Regions from separate parts of the Gossypium hirsutum genome. Here region 2 is linked to region 1. The links are chromatin contacts, called in public Hi-C maps. All regions are on one chromosome and are shown on one strand. Each heading gives the region's core, a stretch centred on a gene start, on an enhancer-like site or on the middle of the called end of the contact. The rest is flanking DNA. Distances are from core to core; before and after follow the strand shown.

Region 1 (3,849 bases), core at 422-2,921:
ACCTGATTGGCAGCCAAACTAGCCCTGTTGGACATAATATTGCTGCATTTCTTTCCAACCCAAACATAAATAGCTGAAGGAACATGCACAATGAAGGCCCACGGGAGTCAAGCCCTTGTATACCTGGATGATTCAACAGTTTTGGCACAAGATGAAGAGCATCATACGAGGAGTGTGGAGCCATTTTATACATTCTAAGCAAAGAATTCGGGCTTGCAGGCGCCGCATGCACCCTCTTTTGGCACTGCAAAAGTTGGAAAGCGAACCCTGTATTGGGATTAGTCACCCCACGAGCTGTCTTCACATACTGAAATGCATCATCGAAGCTCTGCACTTCCCTCCACATGAGATACGCAATCACCAAAGAAGTCGATCTGGAAACTCCCTGACAGCAGTGCACCAAAACCCTCCCGCCTTGTTCCCGAACATCCTCGAAGTAATCAAACACATCATACAAAATGCTAGTGATATCCTCGGACGGGTTGTCTTGTAACCATAGCGTCTTGTAAACAAGATCGTTCTTGAAATACTCGGGACAAACAAAACCAACACAGTTCAACACATGAGTAATCCCATTCTTGGCCAAAATTTCCCTGTTCTTAGCGACGGCATCACTCCCTAAATATATATGATCCGCAATCCTGGAGCACTCTTTGTCATAGAAAGCTAGCTTATCTTTCCTCAACTGAAACTCCCTATTGGAACCGGGACTCGGAAGGGGCTTAACAGAGCCTCTAGGCGTCTGGGGATGAGGCCAAACACCAAGGTCATCAGAGCCAGCGTTTGGCCACTCTTCCACCAGCCTTCTTTTTATACAAAGAGGAGGCAAACATGATCTCCCTTTTGTGTTCGGAGGCGGTTTTGGGTTCGGCTTACTTGGTGAACGGTCGGTCCAAGAAATTGACCGTAGATATGGTTGCCGGTCGGCGTCAGCAGCAGTGCCGGCAAGCCGGTTTTTTTCTTCTTGCCCAAACATGTAAAATTAAAAGCAAAAAAAAAAAAAAGAAAAGAAAAGAAAAGGAGTTCCAACCAGAATTCCAAAGAAATTAATTGATACCCATTAAAGGATACTTCCAGGAAATTCCCCAATTCATGGTCTTTCCTTTTTTTATAATAAATAAACCACCCAAATTTTCTACCTAAACCCCTTGACTCTTCTCTCTCTTTCTTTATTTTCTAAGTAAATGTACAGAAGATTAGACAAAGAATCAAATAACGAAGAAAATTCAAATACGACTATGACTCCGTAAAACTTCTAGCTCGTAGTATTAGCTAAGGCTTCATGCCACCCGTAAGAATCCAACTGTCATATACAAAAGAGGAACAAGAAATATATATAATATTTTTTTCTTTATTTATCTATTTTATTAAAGCTGGGATTTTTGAAGAGAGACTAAAATACAGAAAAAAAAAATATCATTCCATTGAAAACTCAACTTTGACCAGCGAAACTTTGAAACTTGAATTTGGAAAGAGAAAAAAAAAAGGAAATGAAACTGATTAATTGAAACAGGGGTTGCTGCAAAAACCATTCAACAAAAGAGAAGAAAACAGGGTAAGTGAAATAGAAAGAAGAAGTGAGTTCGTGGGAACGAGTTATGGGTGACACAATCGTAACAGCCAATGGGAGATGATTTTGTTGGGTTTTTGAGAAAAGAAAAAAACAGAAGAGAAAGGGTCAACGTGACACGTCATCCTGGTATGGGGGCCTATTAATCATGCATGTCAAATCTTGTGATGCCATTTATACTATTCTTATGAGGAATAAAGAATTTATTTTCATTTTCTTTTGTATTTTGAGATTTATAAATATTTTAAAGCAAAATTTTTGAAATTTTGATCTAGATTAAGTTATTAGTTATGTGGTAAATTTATTCTATATTTAATATTTAATCAATTTTAGTTTTTTATATTTTTTTAACGGTATAGTAATTTATTCGGCCCTCTAATTTTATAAAAAAAAATTATTTTAGTCTTTTATTTAATTTTTTTGTCTATTTTAACCTTTAAACTTGTGCTATTTATCAAATTACCTCAAAATGAATGAAAAAGTTAATTGTTAGCTTTGTTAACATAGCATGCACGTGAATTTTCATGTCGATACCACGTCAACAATTAATTAAATTTTAAAATTTAAAAAATTATTAAAAAAATTTAAAATATATAAAATTATTTTTAAAATTTTTTAATTTAAAAAAATTAATTAATTGCTATCATGTCATGCATGTTGAAAGCTATGTGGATGCCACATCAGCAAAGTTACTAAATGTTAACGTTTTCATCTATTTTGGAGTGATTTGACAAATAATATAAATTTAAGGGCTAAAAGAGATAAAAAAAAATAAATGAATAGCTAAAAAGATTTTTTTTGGTAAAATTGGAAGGCTAAATAAGTCATTATACATTTTCTAAATTTTAAAATTTCAATCCAATAGTTGTTAAAGCCCTTGATGTAAAAGAGAAGTGTTATGTATTAAATTGACACCTAAATAATTCAATGAAAATGACAACTAATAGTTCTATCAATGAAGAATGTAAATGTGAGGCTTATCAGAATGAGGAAGCGAATTCGGATATGGTGATGGCGGGGGAATTGGACCCAGACACACTATTTTCATGGAAGGAGAGGTTGTCAAGGAAAAGTTCTCATGCTTTCAGAGGGAAGAATGGTAGATCAGGTATCGAAGAAGATGATGACTTTACCTTTATGGAATAAGACATCATGAGGTCACTTGTGAACGGTATCCCATCAATTAATTTCTCGAAGAGAATTAATCAGTTGTTAATCAATGATATGACTTACACTACGGTGTTTAAGCTTTTAGATAGGAGCATTGGGTATGCAATGCTTCAAAACAAAATCTATGCTTTGTGGAAGCCAAGTCAGCCTTTCAGTTTGATGGATATTGTAAATGGTTATTTTCTAGAATTTTGGAACCCAAAAGATTATGAACAAGTTTTTTCTTAAGGGCCTTGATCATCTTCGGTCAATACTTGACAATTCAGCCATGGTCCATTAAGTTTGACCTTGCACAACCTTTTCCTAGTGTGGTAATGTCATAGATAAGGTTCCCCAAACTCTCAGGTTATATGCACAAAAAGAGAAAATTTTATGGAAGATCGACAGACTAGTCGGAAAGGTTGTTAAGCTAAACTTCAATACCAATAACAGAGCAATAGGTAAATTTGTGTGCATAACGATCTATGTTAGTTTAGACAAACCTCAGGTATCACAAATTACGATAAACGAGATATTTTATATTTCTAATGTGAGTGTATGGCCATATGAAGGAGTTTTGTTCTATAAAGGTGATAAATTCAGGGGAAGCTACTGATGAAACCTCGAATAGTGGTGGAGAGAAAATGACGAATACGGCACTAGAGGGAAATGGCTTGTCCAACAACAACGACGTCTAAGGCCCGTGGATGATCGTTGAGAGACGCAATAGGCGAAATCCTAGGGATTCTAAAAAGATTGACGCCAAAATTAATAGGAAATTGGCTATCAAATCTAGATTTAATGTGCTAGAAAATCATAATGAAATGGAGAATTTGCAGGAGGAAAGGCATGGAGAAGATTTGGTCAATAAAATTAATGGAGCTGAAGGGTGTAATTTTTAAAATCTGACGACATTGCTAGTGTTTATACACCATCTCTTAAAAATCCTAAGCAGGCCTTTTCTTTGGGCTATGTGAAAGTAGTGGGTCAAAATGCTAGTATTAGTGCAAAAGAGCCTAAAGGCAAGGGAAAGGTTGGCTACATTGATGTTTCGATTGGGAGTGATTTAGCATCAATAGGCTAGGGAATCATCGATTCAAACGTAATAGATTAGGGTTTATTAATTTATT
Region 2 (3,654 bases), core at 448-2,947, 360 kb before region 1:
AAAGACATTCTGAATCGTCAAAAGAAGAAAAATGAAAAGGAGAAGAAGCAGCAACGGTCTTAATGTGTGTATCTCTACATGTTTTGAGAGAAAAATGACCTTTGTCAAGTAAACAGCATCTTGTAGCTCTTGAAGGGTGCCGCTGATACAGTCACCTTGCACCAATATGTCTTCAACAATGTCGTGAGAAATCTACAAGAGTATGCTTTCCTTAATTAAATATGTAACAGTCGAAAGAATTGCAGAATGAAACACTTAAAACCGAAAAGTAGGATCAACATTTTTTCAGATGGTTCAAGGACTAACCTCATGTTCTTTGACATGAGTGGATAGCATTTTACTTAACGTCCTAATGCTGGAAAGAGGACCGCGAATCTGTAAGAAAATTTTGAAATTTAAAGGAAAAACCATAATAACTTGAACAATAAAAAAAAAAAAGAAGAAGAAGGAAATGTATGTACAGCAGGCAACACATTATACCTGCTCAACCAGAGCACCCATTCTGACATTGTTTTGCCATGTCGATTGCTGTAATAAAATAGCTTTCTACGGAAGAAATACGATTAATATAAAAGTTGCATTGACTCAAGACACACAAGTAAAATCACATTAAGTTCCTACATACATACAACATAACATGGCAAAGCTAAATTCTTTTTTCGCTTGATAATGGCAATGAAGCATTTGTATAAATTATTGGTAGTATAAAGATAAGAAGAAATATGACGTGAGTGACTAACCTGATCCATAACATAAGCCACTGCTAAAGTTCGAGATATATTGATGGCATTGGAACTCTCGTCAACAGTAAAGATGTCATTTTGCCTCATGGCTTCATTCTCAAGAGACTGAATTTCCCACGATTTTTTCATACCCAGTCCTGGAGAAGGAGAAGACAACGCGTAAGCCTCCTCAGGAGTCGGAAAACGAACCATGTTCCCACTTCCACTCCCCTGCGGCACCTTCTCCATCCCCGGGAGCTCCGCCACCAAGAAGCCCACCACGAACGGCTGCTTCACCATAGGAAATACCACCGCTCTATGCTCCCCCACAACCTCCATTTGTTGACTTGAAAGCGCCGCTTCAGCGGCACGCAGTCCTGCGGGGACAGTGAAGTTTCCGACTAAAAACAAAATGTCGGCGGCTTCGACTCCCGGATACGAGGTAACCCGACGTAACTCCAGCTGGTCCATGACGTAACTACCGGCAGGCCTAACATAAACGGAGAGAACAGCGTCGTGGTCAACGATACGGCGAAAGAGGTCGAGTTGTTCGAGGCAGAGGCGCTGGAAGTCTGGGGTAGGCATGATTAATTTGTGGTTGCGGTGGTCGTTTTTCTCGATTCTTTGAGTGAAGTCGACGGGGGAGGTGGAGGCTTTACGGATGGCAGCGGAGACGGCAGAGGCGGAGGAGACCATGGCGGGTTGGGCTTGGGGGATTCATCGTCGTCGGGGAGGGTGGGGGCGGAGACGTGGTGGAGGGAGGTGGAGTTGAGGTTGAGGTGTTTGAGAGGGGGTTTGGGAAGAGAGGAGGAGGAGAGGTGGTAGAGGGGGGCACGTGGAAGGGTTTGGTTGGTGGAGGAGTTAGGCGGGGAAAGAGGGAGTTGGGATGTTGTTGCAGAGAGAAGCATTGGTGGAACCACCGAGCCTGCCATAAGTGTGGACTGGACTGGATGGATAACAACAAAAACAAAAATTAAATCAAATGATAATGGTGTTTCAATGCTGATATTTATTAAACGACTACGTTTTAGCTGCTTTTTTGTTTTTTTAATATGCTTATCATTCGTAATTAAAAATTAATTAATTACATAAAAAGTATGCAACAACAATTAATTATGATATGAATTTATTGTATTTATCCGTGTCGCCTGATAAATTGACGATACCACCCTCACTTTTCAGTTATCATCAGTCAATAACAATTTTTTTTTTAAAAAAAATATTTGTATTTTAAAATGTGCATTGAAGAAAAAATAAATTTATAAGTGCCGCCTAAGAGTCCGACGGCACTACTTTAATTTTTTATAAAGAAATTTTGATTGACAAAAAAAAGATGTTACTAAACATAATGTTAGTTTTAGAGGCACAGGGGGAAAAGACCCTGGTAATGTTAGTGATGGAACAAGAGAGAAGGTGAAAGAAGCGCTGAAGGACATCAATGAAACAAGTGAAACAATAGCTAAAGAAATAAGTAATGCCGTCGATTTGTTAAGTGACACTCATAATTTTTTTTTCTTTTTCACTGTCTATATTTATTTATGTATTTTTTAAAAATACATATCTATGCCGCCTGACAAAGTGGTGTCACCAAATTTTTTTAAATGCACTAATTGCTTTATCATTGGCCGAAAAGTGGAATGGTGTCACCGGTGTGTCAAGCGGCACCGTCGTGCATTGTATCAAAAGAGCCATTTTCATAATTAATTTTTCTTCCATCCCATTTTTGTAATTAATTATTTCTTAATATTATTTTTAGAAAATGTCATAAATCCATTGAAGGTATGCGAACACAATTCAACGGAAAGGTTTCATATAAGGTTGGTTTAGCAATTCACATGCTAAATGAGAATGTTGTCTAGGATTGCAGATGGTTCCTAAGAATGATCTGAATCCAAGTTTAAAACATCAATGCAGAGCATGCTATCAGATTCTAAAATGGCACTTTGTCAATGATAAGAGTGTAGAAGTTTTGAGCCAAGCCTTAAAGAGGAGGCTTTTGTTGCTAAAATAGAAGAAGAGTAGACTAGCACATTAGCTCCAGAAACTACACACCTTAGGTTGTCTCCGACAAATGTGACAATACCAGTAGTAGAGGTCAAAGAAGAGAAATTTGTGCCACAATTAATCTTTAAACTGCGTTCTAGGGGAGAAATCCATGTCAAAAAAGAGGTGGTGGAGGGAAAAATGAGAACGAAGGAAGATTTGAGGCAAGAAAGTCCAAATATCCTTTAAAGGCTTCGTTCCCAACCTGAACCAAGTCCTCTTTTTTCCTTTGAAAATAACGGTATTGTAGGCTTTCCTAATCTCCTAACAAATGAAGCAATGAGCTTGGGACCAAGAAAAGAGTTAAAGGAGGCAAGCATTTTTGTGCTGAAATCCACCATTGCGCAAATGAAGGAAATCTCACTGGATTTAGGTCATAATGAAAGAGTGAAGCATGCCATGTAGCTTAGGCTGGGTAGAAAAAAAGCTCCAAGGGTCCCGAATGATCATCATATCTAAGACAATATGTTGTATAGCTTCGATGTCTTTTGTATCACATTAACACAAGCTTGCCTCAAAATTCATCAAGAAATTATAAAAATCAACACACACTCTTTTTCCAAAAGAAGGAGGTGTGAAAAAGAGATAAAATCACGTCCATCTTTTTCTGTAACACTCTCTCCCCATAAAGTTTAGCCTTTTTGTTCTTTTCATATTTTCTTTCAATAAAAATTCCATTCCCATTATATTTATTTGTTTTTTCCCAAAATCACGAGCCGCTAAATCTATCTAGCTGAAGGTTGTCAAAATTCCTCAAAAAGGGTTCATGGGGCTTAGAATCCGTACTTAGCCTTCTAGACAAATATGCATCACTTCTCCACATTACGGGGGTGACGTTTCCCTCCATGTCCCTTACAAGGTGATCTTTTCAACATGTGCAAAGGCGGCC

The links. A called contact is a pair of places that touch in the nucleus more often than the background predicts.
Region 2: a contact with region 1 is called in a Hi-C map of leaf, with 2.0 times the contacts expected there. The contact joins the promoter of LOC107887450 here to the promoter of LOC107886531 in region 1. A contact is called at or near these places in 2 of 34 Hi-C or Micro-C datasets (both in leaf).

The regions. Positions count from the first base shown.
Region 1 is chrA03:96,090,497-96,094,345 of Gossypium_hirsutum_v2.1, reverse strand. LOC107886531 (protein-tyrosine-phosphatase MKP1) reads right to left here and starts at 1,671. Exons shown (of 3, transcript XM_016810524.2): 1 at 100-1,671; 2 at 1-97. The coding sequence starts at 976.
Region 2 is chrA03:96,451,622-96,455,275 of Gossypium_hirsutum_v2.1, reverse strand. It overlaps LOC107887450 (chloroplast sensor kinase, chloroplastic), which reads right to left and starts at 1,697. Exons shown (of 7, transcript XM_016811713.2): 1 at 741-1,697; 2 at 481-546; 3 at 307-375; 4 at 100-192. The coding sequence starts at 1,418.